Linked DNA regions of Mus musculus: region 1 is linked to region 2. Evidence: chromatin contacts called from public HiChIP or PLAC-seq data. All regions are on one chromosome and are shown on one strand. The core of a region is the stretch at or near the end of the contact, and the rest is flanking DNA. Distances in the headings are between cores, read along the strand shown. Region 1 holds the start of 1700029M20Rik (RIKEN cDNA 1700029M20 gene). Region 2 overlaps Grhl3 (grainyhead like transcription factor 3).

Region 1 (5,955 bases), core at 1,568-4,067, 81 kb before region 2:
AATGGGAGCCAAGAAATTGAAGTGAAGGCTCTAGGCTTTAGACATATTATTGAAAGGCAAAGGGCAGAAGGGACTTGAATTGTGTGGCCATTAATGACAGCCATGCACTGGCAATGTCCCACTCTAGATTACAAATGCTTGAATTCTCTCAAGAGTCCCCCAAGTGGCCTAGGATGTTAACATCCCTGTATAAGATAAGGGACACGTGGGCACAAAGAGATCAACATGCTCAGGGCAATAGAGTTACATTGAGGTTTGAATCCAGACTGCCTGGGTTCAGAGTCTACGTAGCTGAGCTCCTTCCCTGGGTCGGCAGTGAGGAACCACGTTCTCCCTTCGAGCCCCAGAATGGCCACTCTATACCGCATAAGAAAACAAGGCATCCTGCATGCCCGTTAGAGAGCATCCAAGAAACTGGTTCAGCTATGGCCGATCCAGTCTGTGAAAACAAGACTGTTTTCTTGATACTGCACATTTATTTAGCACCTATGGTGTGCATACCCCTTGCTAGGCCACAGGAACAGAACAGAGAGGCGTCAAGTGAGGAGCCCGTCTTCTTGGGAGACCACAATTCATCAATAGCCCTGACAGTTGAAGGACCACAGAAATGTGTCTTGAAAATCAGGATTGGCCCAGTCATGTGCTGAAACAGGTGTTAGGGGAGGGGTTCTCGCTGCTCAGGCCATGGTCAGGCAGAGAGTTGGCCCTGAAGACCCGACAGCAGAGGCCTGAAGGAAAAGCAGGCAAGGGCAATTGCTCCTGGGAAGAGACCTTAGGGAAAAACAGAGCTGAGTTCAACTCAAAGGGATGGGGGCTGGAGAGGTGGAGAGCTTTGCCTAGTGCACACCAGGCCCTGTCCTGGACCCCACCCCCCACCCTAGTACCGCCCTGGGAGTGAGTGAGGCTTCTAAACTTGCCTCGAAAAGATCCAGAGCCCTGTGAAAGCCAGCAAATGCCTTTGAAGGGTGCTCACACCACAGGAGTGTGCTTGCAGGGGACACATCCCAGTTTATAGAACTTCCCAAAGGGCCAAACAGTGACATGCACCCCTGGAGCTCAGGGCTCCTCCCATGCCGGAGGAGGACGGAGGAGGACAGCAGGTGTGTGACCCAGGGATCTGGGCAAATGTTTCCGGGAACTATTCTCCTCCCCGTACCCTTTCTCCGGTCTCTTCTCACAACCCCGCTGAATTCTGATGGAGACTGTTGCTGATCCTCCCTCCCAGAAAACAACCCACAAACTCTTGAAAACTTTGCCTACCCTTTTGGGAAAAATACATGAACTTCCAGTACTACATTAAGAAACCGCGGCCTGGCGAAGGCAATGGTGCCCATGGGTGACTTGCAGACAACACCCTAGGCCAGATCAGTTTCCTGTTAGGATGAAAAACACCCTAGGGCCTAGAACACAGTGAATGAGATGGGCCCCACATATACTCAACTCTTCAGATATAGGTAGGAAACCACTCTTGGACCAGCCGGTACTCAATTTTGGGAACACAGAGGTGAGTCAGACTCAGATCTGGTCCTGGAAGAGCCAGTCTAGGATAAGTATGGTAAGATTGGGATGAGGGGTGGTTGAAAATGGCAGAGTAATTTCCTTCTTGCTGACGCTCTCAAGGACGAGTAGACAGCGATGCTCAAAGCTAGGAGGTGCGTGGACACTGGACATCGAGGAAAGTTGCCAAGAGAGTATAGGTGCTTGCTCCTGAGAGCCCTAGGGGAGAGAGTTGGAGTTGAGAAACACTTGGGAGTTCAGTGGCTGAAAACCTTTGTGTTGTGGTGGTGGGCTGGCTACCTCCTAGTGACAGGGGACCTGTGATCAGCCTCTCTTTTCTGAACCGCTAAAGGGATGGGTCTATCTTGAGAGGAGAGGGTCAGCCCAGGCCAGGGCCAGCAGACAGGGCAGGAACACAATATTGACAACATTATTACCCCAGCAGGTATCTGGGTAAGAAAGTGTGCTGGTGCCTCAGGGTTCGGGTATCAGAGAACTGAATAGGGCTTTGAAAGCCCGGGTAGGTTTTTACCCGTTCCATCTGCTCCCTTCACAATTCTGAGAGAAATGCAGATCACTCAAGGAAATAAGGAGAGACGTCCGTCGATTCAGGGGTGTCCTTGTGGAGTCTGGAGCTCACCTGAGGGTCTGGGAAGGTCCACTGGAGAAGGAAACATAACCTCCCTTCATAGACACAGAGCTCTGAGCTGCCCCATGAGGCAGGTAGGGTGAAGCCCTGCAGCTTGGAAGCATAAGAACGGGAATTTGCGACCACGTGGGCACACTCCAAGCCCTGCGCTCCTGACCATGATGCCCACCTCCACCCATTGGGAAAGGTCTTGGGAGGGTCGTATCCTTTAAGACTCGATGGTGGTCACGGGGTGGCCCTATCTGCTCCAGATCAGCACAACTATCTACTTTGTTCATACCTCACAACGGTCTTTCTCTCCCTTAAGGTGTGTTCTTGACGTTCCTCTGATGCTGCGGTCCCGGGAGCCATCCTTAAATCCTATCTAGTCATTCCTCCTGCCGTGCTTCAGCGGTTGGTCACGCTGCCCAACCTGATTTCCGTTCCAGGGCTATGGAAAACACCATGCTGGCCACAGCCCCCTAAACATGGGTGTGAGAGAGGAGCCAAGTCAATTTGCAAGTCGAATGACCCTGAAGCCGTGGGACTTCAGCGAGAGAGTTCGCTCAAACCGTTAACTCCCCCAGTCCTGGAAGTTAGGGAAAACGGTCTCTTTCAGATTGGTAGGTCGGCTGTCTCCAAGGTGACCCACATGTGCTGCTTCAGCTGGTTGGGTTAAAGTGTTAAAGAGAGGCGGGTCTGCGTGGACTCCGCCCAATAGGAGAGCTCGCCACTAAGCCATGTGGTCACAGGAGGGCCAATCAGAGCCTTGCAAGGACTACTGCTCCTGGGGCATAGGGGGGCAGCAAAATCGCTTTGAGAGTTATCAAAAATAGTACTTCTAGTCCTAGGTCGTTGTGAGCGTTGGAAGGGACACACGTAGCCACCCTCACACCCAGTCACACACTTGAGGCCCTTAATGGTTTGTCGTTGGACTAGAAGCTCTCTCGGACTCTGGTCACCTACCCCAGAGAAGATCGCAACTGGCTCTCTTCTGTTTCTTAAGCTTTGAGCCTCGCACAACCTAGCAAGGACTGGTGCTGGCAGGACCACGGGCTTCTCACCTCATGGGCCCAGGCAGGACGAAGCGGCTTCCTCAGCCATACAAGCACGGATGCCCTAGCTCAGTTTTGAACTTGGGTTTGTATTCCAAAGGAAGCCTGAGGCAGGAAGATTGGAAATTCAAAGGCCAGCTTAAGCTACATACCAAGACCCTGTGTCAAACAAACAAACAAACACCAGAAAAGTCTAACTGAGCCTCACATTCAGGTCTGGTGTGGATGGCTATTTCACGTATGTTCTCTTGGCTCATTGCAAGCCTAGAACCGCAGAGAGGGCATATCTTCTTAACACGGTAGGCCATGATAGGCAAGAACTGGTGAGACCATTTCCTAACGTCTCCTTGCCCGGCTGCCTGATGTCATGAGTGGGTTCCCCAAGTGACACTGCTTAAGCCAGGACAAACCATCTGTTCTCCCAGAGGAGTATTTAAGAGAACAGTGGGAGTCTGGGGGCTCCCCCTGACAGACCTGTGGGGTTCTCCCAGCCTTCGAGGTTGGTGGGGTGGCAGTGGACATCACAGACTCAGGAACCAGAGCTACGCAGTGAGACCTCATCTCAAAAACCCAAGCAAGCAAGCGAACAAAAATATGAATACTAAATAAGGTAGAGGGCTATCGGGGAAGACATCCAGTGTTGACCTCTAGCCTCCACACAGACACACTGTGTGCAACTGCATATGTAAGCCTACCACACGAAGGAAGGAAGGAAGGAAGGAAGGAAGGAAGGAAGGAAGGAAAGAAGGAAAGAAGGAAAGAAGGAAAGAAGGAAAGAAGGAAAGAAGGAAAGAAGGAAAGAAGGAAGGAGAAGGGGAGGGAGGGAAGGAAATTAGGAAGTTAGGAAGGAAAGAAGGAAGGAAGGAAGGAAGGAGATTGGGAGAGAAAGAGAAGCACCAAAGGAGGGAAGGAAGGAGAAGTTAGGAAGGAGGGAAGGAAGGAGAGAGGGAGAGAGGAAAGGAAAGAAGGAAGGAAGGAAGGGCTTGACAGTTTGGAAAACTGAGTTCAAGGGGGGATGGATTTTTCTAAGTTACCTGACTCTGGATTCCACACTGCCCTCCAGATCAATAACTCACTTTTAATAAGCTACTTGAGTTTAAACTCATCTCACCAATCTGCTCTTGCATGAGAGTGAATGAAATCAGCAAATGTTCTGCTCTGTTCTTCACGGCTCTATGCCTCCGGGCCTTTCTGCACCTCTCTGCATCTGTACACTCCCTGAGGGCACAGATTTCCTCCCTGCATCCTACATCCCCTTGGATCTCAGTAGCAATGCCCATGTGATCCCACAGAGCCCCTGCTACAACGATGGCTCCTGTGCTGAAGCCTCCTCAGATGCCATCCTTCCACTCCTCACAGGCCTCCTGGGAATGAGGCATATTCATTTCTGTGGACAGATGTGGCAGCTGAGGGTCAGGTAGTTGAAGTAATTAAAGTCCCCTAGTGAGACAGAAGCAGTGTCAAGTCCTACCTCTGCCTGTCTGATTCAGAAGTACATGTGGTGGGTCACTGTGTCACCCTGCTTCAAAGAGCAATTGTTAATAATCACGATGAATGGGTGAGACATTGTACAGCTGAGTCAGCCAGCAGCCAGACCTACGCTTGTGATTTGGTCACCTCTCCTGTCATCTGACATCCCCTGCGTGAATTCTCTAGTCAGACTCCCCTGCCTCTGCATCCTGGAGTCCGGCTGCCCTCCTGTGCCAAAATCCACTTCCTCCATTCTGACCTGCCTTCTTCTGCCTGGGCAAGGAGAGGCAGAAAGACTTGGTGCTGGCTGAGTCTGCAGCGGGGACTCTGGTCACTTTGTCAGCTGATAGAGACAGCGAGTGGGTGGCTCAGAGAGCCCATGGGACACAGCCCTTGTTTTGAAACCACCATTGGTTCCAGGAGGGAAAATTCCTTACTGCCCACCTTGGGAGGGCTGGGCTGCCCGAGGGCTGTCCGCCTTCACAGGAATGGAGAAGACTGGGGGCAGGACTCGGGTGTGGCCATAAACTTTTCCAGTCCCTTCCCTTCTTTGGGTCTGTAACATCTCTGTGATTGATCACCTGGTGCACTGGAGTTCTCTGCTCAATTTTGTATGTGTGACCCCATTTTTGAGCCTCACAGCAGTGCTTTGCCGGTAGGTGTGGACAGGGAGGCAGCTTAGCTCGGCGACAGGCCAGGTTGTAAGCCAAGCCAGGGTTGTAAAGTCATCAGATCTGTCTTCAGATCCCAACCTGTGACGCTGGGAAATTGACTCAACCTCCCTGGATCTGGACTCCCTCCCATCTGCAACAAGAAGATCCGTTCCTTCTTTGAGGGATGATATGGGAAATGGGTACTGTAAGTTAAGTTTCTAAGAACCCTAGCAGTCAACACTTTAGAGCTAGTTAGCATACAAAGCTAGTCCTTTGTATGTAGCCTCTTGGCTGACGGATACAGGGCTGAGTTGAAGTCGCTTAGACTGGCCTGCCTCTTCATTCACCCACCTCATTGACAATGCACGTAAGAGCGAATTCTATTCTAGCTGACCCAAGTAAGATGAGAGGAGTGGTCTGGGATAAACTTGGCCTGCACTCTCAACAGAGAGAGGGGGTGGGTGTTAAGCTGGGGGGCAGACCTGTTCTTGCTGGAGCCAGATGGCAGGCCAGAGAGCAGGAACCCTCTGATAGTAGTCCTCTGCAACCGTGTCAGCTCCCTGCCTTGGTCTCCGCCCTGAGAGTCCCCGACTCTTATCGTAACTTTCCAGTGTCTTGCTAGTTTCCCAAGATGAGCATGCCACACCTCAAA
Region 2 (5,188 bases), core at 567-3,066:
TGTCTTGGTTCAGGCAGGCTGCTCAGCCAAGCTTAGAGCCACAGCTGCCTCACCTATAGAGGAAGCTCTCATGTGGACCTAATGGGCCTTTAGGCTCTGAGCCAGGCTTGGGCACTTGGCGCTCCATGGGCCAACCCCATCAGCTGCAATTATGAACTCCTGCTCAGGAGAGGGACATGCGGGGTACCCCACCTAAAAGCAGGTTCTGGAGCACGCCCATTGCTCCCAAGACAGTGACAGTGACACTCATGGGGGCTTTGGTACATGGCAGGAGCTGGCGTGAACATATGACATCATCAGCCAATCATTTAATTCTCTCAGCAGTCCTCTGGCGGGGGGCGGGGGAGGCATTCTTGCTGTCCCCACAAAGAGTCTGCATGAGGTCACCAGCCAGTGAAAAATCAGTCCTTAAACACAGATCCAAAGGTCAGACCCTAGGTGAGAACCAAAGGAAATGGTAGATGCTCAACTAGATATTTTATAGACACTAAAATGCAGTTTGCTAAGGGTTTCTTGTGATTTGGCTTATCATAAGACAATTCAAAATAATATCAAACCCCCTACGGGTGATGTAAATTTATGCGTATGTACGCATGCACAGCACACAGAGGGGAAGGTGCCCAGGTGACAGTGGTGTTCTCCCCAGGGAAATAGGATCATTGTAATTCTCTTTGTTTTCCCGCTATTTATTACTTTTATAGCCACCAAGTAAAAGGCAGTAGTATAAAGTATGTATAAATCCAGTTTGGGCCACAGGCAGTGAAACCTTACCGTTTCCTTCCAGATCTCTGAGAAGTACGGCCTCCCCGAGGAGAATATTTGCAAAGTCTACAAGAAATGCAAGCGAGGGTAAGTGCCACTTCAGTCCTCCAGGGGCTACTCAGAGCTACCAAGGCTGGGCTTGGCCTTGGCGGAGTTACAGAGAGCATGCTCAGTGAGGGTGGAGAGTCCCCAAGTCAGGCCAAGGTCATGGTCACCTCTCCACCTGCAGAAACCTGGGTGAGAGTAGGAGGAGGTGCAAGGGTCTTCTCACAAGTGACCCTCCTGGCATAGAGGGGGGAGTGCGGCTCGCTCATCAGAAGACCCAAGTTCAAGTCCCCAAAACACTGGAGACCAAAGTTCTTCTCTTATTATGTTCATTGTAGCAACCTCCATTCACCCGACTCCTGTTACAGACATCAGACTGAGTCTATCTCATTTAACCCTTGGAATCACACTGGCACACACACCCACATTTTACATGCAGGAAAACTGAGGCTCGGAGGCAATAAGCAGGGGTGGGTGCAGGAGCAGTGAGCAAGGCACCAGAGGTAAGGAGGCCCAGAGGAGCCTCCCCAGGCAGAGGGTGACAGGAAGGGGTGGCTGCCAGGAGCCTAGGTGGGAATTTGATTGGGGATTAGGTTGAAGAGCCCAATCAAAAGAAACTCCAAGGTTCTCTTCCCCCTCCAGGCTACAGCAGGCAGGAGAGAAGCAGGCCATACTCTCCAGGACCTGCTAGTCCTCCCGCTGCTCTGTGGGGAGCACAGCTGCACCCCAATAGACAGTCTAACTCCAGCTGCACTTGAGCATGACCCGCCCGGTGGTCGGCACATTCTCCCATTGAGAATGCCTGGCTTCCTCCAAGCCCCGCCCCCTTGTCCTTCCTCTGTGGCTCCCAGCTAGCCTCCCAGGCAAAAGGCTGGAGTGTAGAAAAGGACCCATTTGGTTTGGGTTGCATGAGAATCTAGAGGGTTTTGTCGGTGTGTGGGGTCTCTCCCCTCCCACCAGCCTCCTCCCTCTCCTCTCCGCCATCCCATCAAGTTTCGGTTTCATACAGGGGCTCACCCTCTGTCTGGAGTAAGACTGCTTCTCGTCTGCTTTGCCCAGACAAGCCCAGCCCCACTTCTCCTTTAGCGCCACACCCATGTGCCCTGCTTTCTGCCCCTCCTGTGCAGGGTTCCCCTGAGGGACCAGGGATAGTCTGTGTAAGTTGGGAAGTTGATGAGCTGTGAGGCTCAGCGTTCTAGCTCCTGGCTCCTTTGCCGGGAGGCCTTCCCATCAATCCAGGCAGCTGCTCAAACTGTAATTGTCATGACTTCCATCACGGAAGTTCTTCCCTCGGGCCAGATACTGTCCCCAGTAATTCCTGGCATCATCCCGGCTGCCCTTGAGCTCGGCAGGATCCCCCCGCCCCCCTTTGAAGCTGAGGTTCAAAGTAGCGGTCCTGAGTTAGAGACTAGCAAAAGAGATTCTCGGTGACCTAAAGTGCACCCCCCCCCCCCACACACACACGGCTTGATCTCACCTCTCCTCCTTGTTCCTCTGACCTCTAAGAAATATGCACATATTGTTCACTCAGCACTGTGGAGCACATGAACTCCACAGCCATGAGAACTTCAGCTCAAAGATAAGAAATATGAAAGACCATATTTCCATATATGAGTTCATTCAAATATATGTCCACATCAGAGAAAGGTGGATATTCTAACCCAAAGCCTACTTTATTCTCACAGGTCTCCTCCCCCCAAGTCCTCCAGACCAAGGTAGATAAAATCAATTTTACAAGCATCATAGAGTGCTTGAAAGATTAACCAACACACTGTTTTTGCTGGCAGTGGGCCAGGGGGGTTAACTCAATACAGGCAGAGGGGTTGGAAGCTAAGAAATAACAATAACTGTTGACAAGTGCCTGCCACTGGCTGGGGACCCAGTTGTCACTGACCTCTTACTGGAGGATCCATCTTCACACCACTGCCCTGGAGGTGCGCTTACACAGCCCAGTACGCTGAGGCTGATGAATGCCATGCTAGGAAACAGACAATTCAACCCTGAAGTTTCCAGAGCACACACCTTCTCTCCTCCCCACCCAGCCCTGCTCTCTAGTGTATCTCCAGCCTTCAGCCCCCAAGATAATGATCACCTGGGAATGCAGGGTCCTGCCAGCCCCCAGACTCTGGGAGCCCCACCTCCAACCTTTTCCCCAAAAGAAGGCGCTGCCAGCTGGTGCTGACAGATGACAGAAATAGCCCAGTGGGCTTCTCAGGTTCACTACTGTCCCTGCCACCCTTCCCAGAGTCCTTACAAAAGCAAGCATCTACTGAGCTCTTGCCTGAACATAGATTTTTGGCTTCCTTCTGACTCCCACTAACTTGTATTTATAGGATTTTGTGGCTCTTTTCCCTATCCTGAAAAGTGATATCATAGAAATACAAAGGTCTAGATTAAAACCTGAGCTCTGCCATCTACTAACCGTGGCTACAAAAGAATAGCTTTGTGTCTTTGAATCGTAGCTTCTCCATTCTATTGCCTGGCATGGCATGGTTGTTAAGAACCCAGTCTTCCTTTCTGGATGAAATTCTGGAGGACAGAATTCAGGTCCAATTAATTTGTGTGCAGGAGCAATGTCCTGCACATGAAAGTGTCCAGCAAAGACTGAAAGATCAGAGATAAATGGATATATGGAGGGAGGATGGAGGAAAGAGATGGGGAGATGGATGGGTAGGTGGATGGATGGACAGATGGATGGATGGACGGATGGACAAATGGATGGATGGATGGGTAAATGGGCAGATAGGTGGATGGACAGATGGATAGATGGATGGATGGACAGACAGATGATGAATAGATGAACAGAGAGATGGATAAATGGTTGAATGTATATGCCCAATTCTATCACCTGCTCAGAAGATTAGCAGGGAGACAAAGCACAGCTCAGGTGACCTCTGGGTGACTTTTTATCAGGGAGGCAGCTCTTACAGGGTACTCTTGATATAAACTATGACTTTGACCCTTTCAGAGCCCATAGCCATGGAGTTCATGCTTCTTGAGCTTCAAGTCCCTGACTTGAGGGTGGAGGCTCCATCCTTCCAGTCTGTTATATAATCCCCTTGAGATTTCAGCTTGACAGGAATCAATTGAGAGGGGTGTTGTATGGCCCCTGTCTCTGGCTCAGGCCAACACACCTGAGTGGCTCAGTGTAGCTTTCTGTGAAACCCAGATTACTACACCTCCTGAACTTGAGTTTACAGTCCGAGCCCCCAGTCTAATGACTGAGAACATAGCATCTCTCCCAGAGTTTCATGTTAGTCACTCAGAAGCATCCACATTCAGCCCAGCAGAAGGGAAGCCATCCACCAGCAGGCACCAGCATGGCATGGCTGGCAGGCTGGGTTCCGAGCTGAAACTTGACCACTGGAATTCCTCATCTTACAGCCTGGTCTTGAGGGTCACAGAAAGCTACAGAAGTGGCCTGTAGCATTGCTATCAAGCTTGTTGCTCAGAGGGTCATGACAGCTGGCCTGGACGCATAGTAACCATGTCTCCCTCCTCTCTCTTCCAGCATCCTGGTTAACATGGACAACAACATCATCCAACACTACAGCAACCACGTGGCCTTCCTGCTGGACATGGGTGAGCTGGACGGCAAGATCCAGATCATCCTGAAGGAGCTATGAGGGCCCGGCCTCAAGCGTCCCACACCCGGGGCCCGGCTCAAGCCACGTACAACCTCTTCTGTGTCAGCTGTTACTTGAAATGCCTTTCTTTGGGAAAGAGGTCTCGCAAGCAACCAACTCGGTGATGTCCAAGCCAGGGAGAGACCAAGAAGGTTCCAGGATCTAAATGTCCCACCCAGGCTCGAACTCACTCCAGAGCTTCCTGAAAGCACCCAGCCCACCGGAGAGTCTGAGCAACACAGACCCAACTGCCTGCTTTCTCTTCTAAGTCCCGCTGCAGAGGCCCTTACAGGGGACGGGGGTCACACCACCTTCTCTGCAGGGCTACACCCGCTGTCTCGATCGGTTCTGACGTTCACTGTTTCCTTTCTACCAACTTCAGACCAGAGAGTTCTCACACTTTGGCCAAATAACTTGAAAACTCGTGACTTTCACAGCAGATGCCTTTGTGAGGCCCTTGGAGAGGAAACTTTCTTATTGACTTCCTCGGCACAAGATGTAAGTCACCATCATCGAGCTGACAGGAACAAATACCCTTGCCACCTACTGTTGTACACATTTCTTATTTACAGTTTTCATTATGTGATTATATATATATATATGTAAGTATATATTATGTACATATATGCAACATTTTGTATGTCCATGTTACATTTTTATCATTTCAAAAATATGTATTTCATATTTCTTGAACTATTTTTTTAGCTGTTATTCGATTATGCATTTTGTATATCATAGGGTTTAGTAATAAAAGC

The links. HiChIP or PLAC-seq counts read pairs in DNA pulled down with a chosen protein or histone mark.
Region 1: a contact with region 2 is called in an H3K27ac HiChIP or PLAC-seq map of embryonic stem cells, with 10 read pairs. The contact joins the promoter of 1700029M20Rik here to the enhancer-like site in region 2. A contact is called at or near these places in 1 of 39 promoter capture datasets (embryonic stem cells), 9 of 484 Hi-C or Micro-C datasets (the HPC-7 cell line, bone marrow-derived macrophages, embryonic fibroblasts and 6 more), 7 of 115 datasets of contacts at active chromatin or transcription factors (the 230-238 cell line and embryonic stem cells) and 1 of 9 other capture datasets (adipose tissue).

The regions. Positions count from the first base shown.
Region 1 is chr4:135,623,517-135,629,471 of GRCm38.p6, reverse strand. It overlaps 1700029M20Rik (RIKEN cDNA 1700029M20 gene), which reads right to left and starts at 2,817. Exons shown (of 2, transcript NR_027909.1): 1 at 2,427-2,817; 2 at 1-1,716.
Region 2 is chr4:135,541,904-135,547,091 of GRCm38.p6, reverse strand. Grhl3 (grainyhead like transcription factor 3) reads left to right here. Exons shown (of 16, transcript NM_001013756.2): 15 at 785-849; 16 at 4,319-5,188. The coding sequence ends at 4,433. Among named protein-coding and RNA genes, the nearest start is that of Gm30888, 29 kb to the left of the region's middle. Within about 2 kb of position 1,816, at least 87 of the 459 cell types and tissues checked have an H3K27ac peak or open chromatin away from gene starts, as enhancers often do. A contact at or near this core is called in adipose tissue, bone marrow-derived macrophages, embryonic stem cells and 1 more, where this site is marked.